Regions from separate parts of the Ovis aries genome. Here region 2 is linked to region 1. The links are chromatin contacts, called in public Hi-C maps. All regions are on one chromosome and are shown on one strand. Each heading gives the region's core, a stretch centred on a gene start, on an enhancer-like site or on the middle of the called end of the contact. The rest is flanking DNA. Distances are from core to core; before and after follow the strand shown. Region 1 overlaps APBB2 (amyloid beta precursor protein binding family B member 2). Region 2 holds the start of APBB2 (amyloid beta precursor protein binding family B member 2).

Region 1 (4,546 bases), core at 1,274-3,773:
CCCAAAAAAATAAAGTCTGACACTGTTTCCACTGTTTCCCCATCTATTTCCCATGAAGTGATGGGACCCAATGCCATGATCTTCGTTTTCTGAATGTTGAGCTTTAAGCCAACTTTTTCACTCTCCTCTTTCACTTTCATCAAGAGGCTTTTTAGTTCCTCTTCACTTCCTGCCATAAGGGTGGTATCATCTGCATATCTGAGGTTATTGATATTTCTCCCAGCAATCTTGATTCCAGCTTGTGTAGCTTCCAGTCCAGCATTTCTCATGATGGACTCTGCATATAAGTTAAATAAGCAGGGTGACAATATACAGCCTTGACGTACTCCTTTTCCTATTTGGAACCAGTCTGTTGTTCCATGTCCAGTTCTAACTGTTGCTTCCTGACCTGCATACAGATTTCTCAAGAGGCAGGTCAGGTGGTCTGGTATTCTGTCAAATATTGATTCAAGAGAGAACAAAACATATGTTACCTTCAGATACTAGGTCCACAATTCTATTTCTGTAAGTCACAGACCCTGACACAAGTGTGCCAAGCATAATATTACATTAATCTCCATCTTCATTTGAAACCTCTGTGGCAAAAATAATTTCAAAAGGAACACAGCAGGAAAAAAGCAAGATATCAAGGTATCTATCTGTGGTATAATGCCAGTTTTGTTCTACAAACTGAGTGTATATAATCTAAAGATTTCAAAGCATGAACAATAATGGCTATTTCTGGATCATGGAATTAGACATATTTGTGTTTACCTCTTAGTGTTTTTCCAGGTTTTCTACAATTAATATCTATCATTTTAGCATATTTTTAAATAAAGTTTTTCTTATTAAACAGTATGGGAACGTGAATCAGAAATGGAATATCAATATAATATACTAGCCTCTTTGTAGGCTTCCTCTTATCTGAAGAATAAGAGCTAAAATTAAAAAGACTTCATTTATCTGAACTTTGTAATTCTTAACTTAGAAGTTCAAAAGCCAAGTGTCCAATAACACCCCCAGGGCTGAACAACTACTTTTCTAGGAACAAGAAATTTTTACTGATTTTGCAAACCTGTCACAAAGAAAACCTGTCTCCCTTAACTAATGCATCTAAATTTCTCTATCACTAGCCATGCTATACAACTGTCATTTATTAAAAATGTCCTGATGTCACTTAAGATTTCACAGGAGCAGAGCCCTTAGTAAACACTGCCACATGCCATTTCTGATATTTCTGGCATCTCAGGAAACACAAAACACAATGGTGGAATCTTAAGGGAATGGCACTCCAGTATTCTCGCCTGGGGAATTCCATGGTCAGAGGAGCCTGGTGGGCTACAGTCCATAGGGTCACAAAGAGCCAGACACAACTGAGCAACTAACACTTCCACTAAAACTGGGGTACCTGGCAGTCCATCACTCTAAGAAGCCAACGTCCTCAGTTTACAAATGAGGACACGGTGGCCCAGAGAGGTCAAATGTGTCTTCCAAGGCCACACAGCTGGTGGGGCAGGGATAAGTCCAGATCACCAGCTCCACTGTGACCAAGTGCTCTATCCACCACTACATCTCGGCACATACTCCACCACAGGTTAAATTCATATTAGCAAAACGAGTAGAACAAGACAAGAAATGTATTCCGTCAAAAATGAAATGCATGCAGGAAAAGAAAAGCAGAGACTCAAAGCTGGGCTAAACTAGCTGAGGCTCTGCCCATAACCCGCTCTGCCGGAGTAACAATGGCTGCAGTGTGAGCGGGCAGCAGGTGCCGTGAACACAAACCGCCTGTCGTGCCAAAAGCTTTCTGGTCCTGTACTTGTCCTGCTGATGACAGCACGGCTCCACTGCTCGAAGCAGGGCAAGAGGTTTTCAACAAGAGAAAACAACACTGGCAACTGTGAGCCACCTGTGGGTGAGACGAGGGACGCGTGCTCACCCCATCGTTGGCAGTAAATAATCTACCAAATGATCAGACATCAAGTCTGAGCCTCCTCCTTCCAAAAGTTTTAGGGAAGAGATATTATTGATTTCAAAAATTAAGAAACAGAGTGGGGTCATTTTGTAAAGTACAGAAACAGCAAATCTTTATGTTGTGTACCTAGGACTAACAGTGTTGTAGGTCCATTATACTTTAATAAAACATTGTTTGAAAGAAAGAAAGGAAGGAACAGGAAGGAAAGGAAAGAAGAGAGTCACCAACAACTAAAATAAAATAATCCTAATGCTTCATCTCTTATGCCAGATACAAGCGTGAGGGGTAAGCAAGACTTTTCCTCACTTCCTCTAAGTGACATATACGAACACTGCTCCTCTTCACTTCTTTCTCAGCATTCACCTATAGCATCCACACCACGCCAGTCGGAAACCTAGGAGTCCCACAGATGTGAACAGCCTGATGAGTAAGGGAGAGGAGAAGACAGATGGCAGTGACGAACTCAGAAATGCTCCCTGAAAAGCCTTCATTGAGTTCCCTTGCGTCACCCCGTGCCTACTGTGCAGCAGGACCACAAAGGCAGGAACTGTGAAGCCGCTAAGAAAAAAGCTGCATCCAAGGACAATGTGAGCCAGCTTTGTAAGCGGTCAGGATCAACACAATGGCCCCGTCCCGCCTCATCTCAGGAGTCAGGCGCCCGAAAAAAACGCATATTTTTTCCACCCCAAACTTCTCCTTCCCCGCTATCTATTTCCATGGCTGGACCCTGGAGGAAAGACAATATCGACAGTTTATTCATCCCCTTCTGTGCCTCTGCTCTGATACTAAAGGTTAATGTCCACAGAGGGCAAAAGGAATCAGATTCTTGTTGCTATTTCACAATGAAATCAAAGCTTGGTAGTGAGTGTTGTTCTAGGGACTCTTGGAAAGTCATTTGTAAGGTAACGACAGTAAGTTTAAATTTAGCAGTCTGATAGAATGAACTCTGACCTGCTAATCAAATTTGGCACAGTCTTGCTGAAATCACAAAATTATCTTTCTCAATGACAGACTAAACAGAATTAGATCAGATTCATTGATTTTGAAATCCTTTCTTACTGGGAACCCTGACTGGGTGCTACTTTGTTCTTTATCTTCACTCAGTATCTTTGGCAAAATGTGCCCATAGATACTGCCACTGTTTGAGAATCTTAAATGTATGGTTAGCACTTTTTCCCCATTTTAATATCGCAGGGAAAGTTTGTCCTTCCTAAGCCTGATTCCAGAAGTATTAGCCAAGCCAATTCAATACTTCTGAAATTTCTCTCTCACAATGATCAGGAGGACCAGGCAAGAATATGTCAGAAAACATTCCTTTCGTGGTGTGGGAAATTTTATTTTAAAAACTTAGATTGAGAGTATTGATAACTTCACATCTTAAAATATTTGGGAGAAGGGAGTATAAGTTATTTGAAATAATGAGGACTGTGTTTTAAGTTACACATCACCAGCAACTGAAATCTATAAGCGAAACTGGCACCCAATGAAGTCTGTGGAGACATGACAATTTTGAAAAGGTTTCATACAGTAATGTCCCCTGTCATGCTCTCAAGTAAAGAGGGTTGCAACACTTTGGAAGGGGAGGAATTTATGCTTTCTAATGTTCTAAAAACTGTTCTTTGAAAGCAAACTTGGTTCAAAATTGGAAAAAGAGTACAAAGGATAAGGCTGTCTATCATCATCCTACTTAATTATATGAAGAGTACATCATGCAAAATGCCGGGTTGGATGAATCACAAGTTGGAATCAAGACTGCCAAGAGAAATATCAACAGCATCAGATATGCAGACTCTAATGGCAGAAAGTGAAGACGAACTAAAGAGCCTGTTGGTGAGAGTGAAAGAGAAGAGTGAAGGAGATGGCTTGAAACTCAGTATTCAAAAAACTAAGATCACAGCATCCAGTCCCATCACCAGATGGCAAACAGATGGGGAAAAAGTGGAAACAATGGCAGATTTTATTTTCTTGGGTTCCAAAGTCACTGAGGACAATGACTGCAGTCGTGAAATTAAAAGACGCTTGCTCCTTGGAAGAAAAGCTATGACCAACCTAGACAATGTATTAAAAGGCAAGAACATCTCTTTAATGACAAAGGTCCATCTAGTAAAAGCTTTGATTTTTCCAGTGGTCATGTATGGATGTGAGAGTTGGACCATAAAGAAGGCTGAGCAAGGAAGAATTGATGCTTTTGAAGTGTGGTGTTGGAGAAGACTCTTGAGAATCCCTTGGACTGCAAGGAGATCTAACCAGTCCATCCTAAAGGAGATCAACCCTGAATATTCATTGGAAGGACTGATGCTGAAGCTCCAATACTTTGGCCACTTGATGCAAAGAGCCGACTCAGGAAAAGTTAAGCAGCAAGGATGCTTCTGCTGCAATATAATGGTTTCTTTTTCCACCAAAATAGCCACACATGAAAGTTAAAAGGAATATTTGAATTGATCCAAATACAGTAAACATTTTATTTCTTAAATCTCCAGGCTACATTTTACAATATGCCAAATAACTGCCACCAATGAAAGGCACTCTTGGGTCTGAGGGATTACGATTTGTGTTTTTTGGCATGGAGAACACTCTCCATACCTCCCTCCT
Region 2 (4,735 bases), core at 1,622-4,121, 78 kb after region 1:
TTAATATGGGTAATCTGGGCTTATCTTCCTTACATTCATTTGTTAGTAGTACAACTCTGTCGAAAATAAATGAACATAAAAAAAGTTTTAAAATCTGAATAGAAGCTTCTTAAAAACATTCAAGTCATTCTGAAGACATGCTGTTCCAGTCAAATCTAATTCCAAATAACAAATCAAATATGTTTTACAAGAGAATGCTTACTGAATAATGAAAGCAGTTAAACATAGTCTTATATAAAATAAAACTCGGAAGTTCTACTGCTTTATAAGCAATGAACTGTCCACCTCCTCAGAGAGATTTTCTTGGGAAGCTGACATTTATGTCAGAGATAACAACATATAAGATGTGTAAGAGTCTGAATATCAGACTTGACACATAGTAATGAACAAACGCTACTTTCCTTAACTTGGGAGAGGAAAATAAGCATCGCCCTCATAAGCTGTAATATCTTCTTACAATACTTTTCTAAAAGTCTGTCCTGTGCCCATGAAAAGTGTAAGGGGCTATACTACATCAGGGTGCGGAATATTTTAAAAGAAGTTATAGAGACAACATCCCATTTCTTTTAAGAGACAAATTTAGATATCCTGAAATCAAGATAATCAACATAATACTGTTCCAATACAATGGCAAGCCTTCCAGTATTCCTGCTGTAACAAAAAAGAAAAAAAAAATTGATTTTTGTTCTCTGATGGCAGGGAAAAAAAAAGTTATCAAACTTTGAAACATGACATAAAAAGAGTAACAGTTTAAAACATTTTATCTTTGTACACGTGGATTCTTCCACTATTTAGCAGACTTTTCTTATATGATTTTGTAGTCAGGATTCTTATTACTCCAGTTAACTGTAAGAAGTCAAGTCTTTTAAACTTCAGCTCGTGCGTTTTTCCACTAGTACTTTATAAAAGTTTCAGAAAATGGGACTGTCCTGGCTCCATGCAGGTGAATTACTTAGTTAACAGTATTAACATCCTTTAGAAGAGATAATGAAAGAAACATTTCTTTCCTTTCCAGTTCCCTGGAAAAGGATCTTAACTTTAGAATTCCTTCTCAAACGCTCTGAGCAAATATCTAGACCAACCCCAGCCTATGGAGTCCCTGAGTGATTTCTCGAGGTCATATAATTAGCCAATGACCAAAGGACAGCTATTGAGATCTGCATCTGTTATCCCCAGGTGCTCTGACAGCCAGCCCACTGCACTCTACTGCCACCTGTGTTCTCTCAGCATTCCAGACGCCACTCCCCCAGGTTCCTCATCCTCTTAACAAATATCACCCTTTCAAAACTGCCATTTCTAGGACTCTGCAAGTTACCATAAACAACTGCTCAGCAAATATTGCTTCCAAGTTACAAACTGAAAACACCACGATATGGCTTCATAAAGAAACCCCCCTTCCTGAACGCCCAGCTACCCGAATGCAGACACTCTTAACTATCATGGCCATTTGAGGACAAGATGTGAAAAATAAATTCATGACAAGAAAAATAAACCAAAGGCTTAAGAGACCCCAATCCAGGACAACAGATCGGGATGCCACTGCTTGCTTTTTAAATCAGTGAAATAGTAAAACAAAGAACAAACCAATGCCAACCTCACAAAGTTTCCCCATTTCTTGGAATTCAGACACGACTGCTGGCATCATTTTAAGAGAATCCTTTAAGTATTGTACCTAAGTCATCAGGCACAATGTAAAGCCAGTGATTGAGGGACTTCTAATCAAAACGGAGCCCAGTCTTGTCTGAGCTTCTGACACTGACCTTATTCTCCTCTCAGTGTTTGGCCCTCCCCAACGACTCAATCCACCCAAAACAGTCTGGGACAGTGATGGCTCTAAACTGCCCTGAACTTGACTACAAAACGGCCACAACTCTGTCTGATTTCTTCAATGTGTTTTTTTTTTTTTCTTTTTTCTTTTTTTCATTCAGGCCCTGCGGTCCTTCGACCCTTAGCCCCTGACCCCTCAGTTCTAGACCTCTTCGCCGATGTCAAGATCACCTTTGATTGTTTCTATGGCACTCCGCATCCCTCCTCCGTCCAGCAATGTTTTCAACACACAAATGTCATTTCTAGCGTTCAACCCTCCATTCTGTCCGGCAGGCAGCAAAGTGGACTTCAGGATCAGCTTCCCTGATTCGGTCCCCTTCGCACAGCCATTTTCTAGTTAAAATGCTCCCTGCCTCCGAGAGGGAAATGAACTTTTCCCCCTTTGATCTCCCAGCGGCTAGGCTCTGAACCCCCTAGAATCCAGCCCGGTCTTCAAGTCCCGGCAGGAGTGCGCTGCCGCCGGTGGAGGGAGAGCCCAGCCGCACAGCGGAGGCCGGTGCCAAGGCAAGGGGGTGTGCGCTCTTCCCCGCCGGCGCCCACCTTCGCTTTTTCCCCTCCGCAGCACCCCCGCCCCCGGCGCACCCCCTCCCACCCTGTCTCCCCTGCCTCAGGCCCTGCCAAGCCCCGGCTGCCGAGGGAAAGAGGGCGCCGCGAAGCCAAAGGGATGGAGTCAAGGAGTGAGCCCGCAATCGCCGTGCCACCCGGCCCTGCGGCGCGAGAGCGGGGCACACGAGACTCCGCAGGAACGCCCGCTGCAGATGCTGTGGCAGCTGCTGCAGCTGGGGCTGCGGCTGGGCTAGTGGCAGTGGCCGCGCTGCCCTCGGGGCCGCGAGGAGAGGAGCAGCCGCCCGGGCTACGCGCCGCCACTCACCCCACGCCGCTGCTGCTGATCGGGTCTCTCCCCAGCACTCCCGGACGGCCCCGGGATCCAGAGCAAAAGCAAGGAAGAAAGCTGGGCTCACCGGCAGTGCGCGGCGCTCGCCTAGGCTCCGGCACCCGGCAGCTCTGCTCCAGTCTCGCCCTGCCGGGAGCGTCAGAATCAGCTGCGGGAGCAGCGCACGAGCTTCCTACTTGAGACCGGGACGGGCTCCGGCGACTGAGCATGCCCAGTGCCGCTCCGCCAGTCCCGCGCAGGGAGCGGCGCCGGCGAGATTCCACTTCTCCAGGCTTTGGCGGCGGCTGCGCGGAGAGGCTGGAGGGGCCTGACCGGGCGGGGGCCGATCCCGAGAAAGGCGGGGCCGGGGGCGGGGGCCGAGGAGGAGGGGGCGGGCCGCGCTCCTAGTGCGACCCCTGCAGGCAGAGGCTTCGGGGCCTCTCGAACTCACAGTCCCCTAATCATCCGAGAAGATGGCAGGGAGGCAAGGCGGGCCAGAACGTCGAGACCCAACGCGAGGCAGCCCGGCATCCCCTCCTTGTGGCTCGGTGTCTGTCTGCACCAAAAGGCAGTTGGGTAACCTTATCCCTGGCTAGCCTTTTCTCCCACACGTCTGCATTCCCTTATAACGGGAAAATGTCCTCAGATGAGAGCTGCCCACGCCCATCCAGCTGCAACTTTGTGGGCGAGACCTTCTCCTTCCTTCTGCCTCCTTATCTAGAAACCCAGGCATATGGCGCGTGAACACACACACACCATTTCTCCATGGGAACATCACAGCAAGTTCACCTCAAGGGAGGAACACACCTGCAAGAGAGGGAAAGCATAATCTCCCTTTCCCCTCCAGGAATATTAACTAAAACTCAGACAAGCAAGATCCTGATAAAGAATTCCAAGTAGTAATCAGTTTTCTGCCCCCAGACACTGAATAACATCCCCAAAGCATCTTTAGGATTGCGCTTCACCAGTGCAATGACTGTCAAACTTGAGCCTCCATCAGAATATCCTAAGGGTTTATGGAAACTCAGATTACTTAACAGAATCTCGGAATGGGTAGGTCTGTGGTGCGCCCAAGTGTCTGTACATTTAACGACTTCCCAGGTGATGCTGGTCTGAAGACCACGCTTTGGGAACTACTGCTCCACACATACACAAAAGCCTTTCTTACCTCCTTTCTTATCTCCTTCAGGAGGCTTATGCTCAAAGTAATTGACTAATAATTACAAGGTAATGGCTGCTCCTGTCATCCTCTTCCCTAAACCTCCACAATGCAGTCCTTCAAACAGCAAACTCACTCGTCCCTATTCTTCATGAGACGACCCTATGTGGTTGGGACCCGCATTACTTTTTTCCTTCAACATCATGAATTTATTGAGGACCCACAAAATCTTACAGTTAGCTTAGGGATAGCAGTGAATAAAAAAGCCCAGACCCCTGCTTTCATAAAGCTTAGACCAGCGAGGTGGACAGAAATCCATTAAACAATTACTCAAAAATGTCATTTCAAACACGAAGAGTGCTAGGAGGGAAATCTACTAGGTGTGTAGTAAAGGAGGTATAATGGGACCCTGATGCAGTCTCGGATGGGGTTGGGAGAAATGAGCAGTGGAGGAAAGAAAGCTGCCTTGCGGAATAGGAGTTTCTGGCATTTGCACCCCCAAACCTCTCCCAAAAAACAATTTCCCTCAGACCAATCTGGAGGCCAACAATTATGTCACTCCTTCCGCAAAAGAAAAACAATATTGCCGCTAAGAATTCCCTATAAATCCATGAACATGCTCATCCTCGGGGCTGTCTCTGCACCCCCTCTGCCTATGGTGTTCGTGCACCACACAGGTAGTCGACGGTCGCGGTGTAACCCACTTTAGAAAAATGCGGAAAGCTCTCTGGTTCTAGTCTACGTCTTTCTGGTCTAAGGAAGAGAGAAAATTAGCCCAAGACCACTCCGCCCATCAACAGGGGGGCACCATCAGCCTTCCAGGCAGGTCCTCTTTCCGCAGGTACTCTACTCCCTCGGACTCAGCTCCCCGCGGC

What was found. A called contact is a pair of places that touch in the nucleus more often than the background predicts.
Region 2: a contact with region 1 is called in a Hi-C map of liver, with 4 times the contacts expected there. The contact joins the promoter of APBB2 here to the enhancer-like site in region 1. A contact is called at or near these places in 6 of 16 Hi-C or Micro-C datasets (hypothalamus, liver, mixed tissues and 2 more).

The regions. Positions count from the first base shown.
Region 1 is chr6:60,727,683-60,732,228 of ARS-UI_Ramb_v3.0, forward strand. The region is part of intron 2 of APBB2 (amyloid beta precursor protein binding family B member 2); the gene reads right to left. Among named protein-coding and RNA genes, the nearest start is that of APBB2, 79 kb to the right of the region's middle. Within about 2 kb of position 2,524, at least 14 of the 54 cell types and tissues checked have an H3K27ac peak or open chromatin away from gene starts, as enhancers often do. A contact at or near this core is called in hypothalamus and liver, where this site is marked.
Region 2 is chr6:60,805,589-60,810,323 of ARS-UI_Ramb_v3.0, forward strand. APBB2 (amyloid beta precursor protein binding family B member 2) reads right to left here and starts at 2,872. Exons shown (of 18, transcript XM_060417057.1): 1 at 2,790-2,872.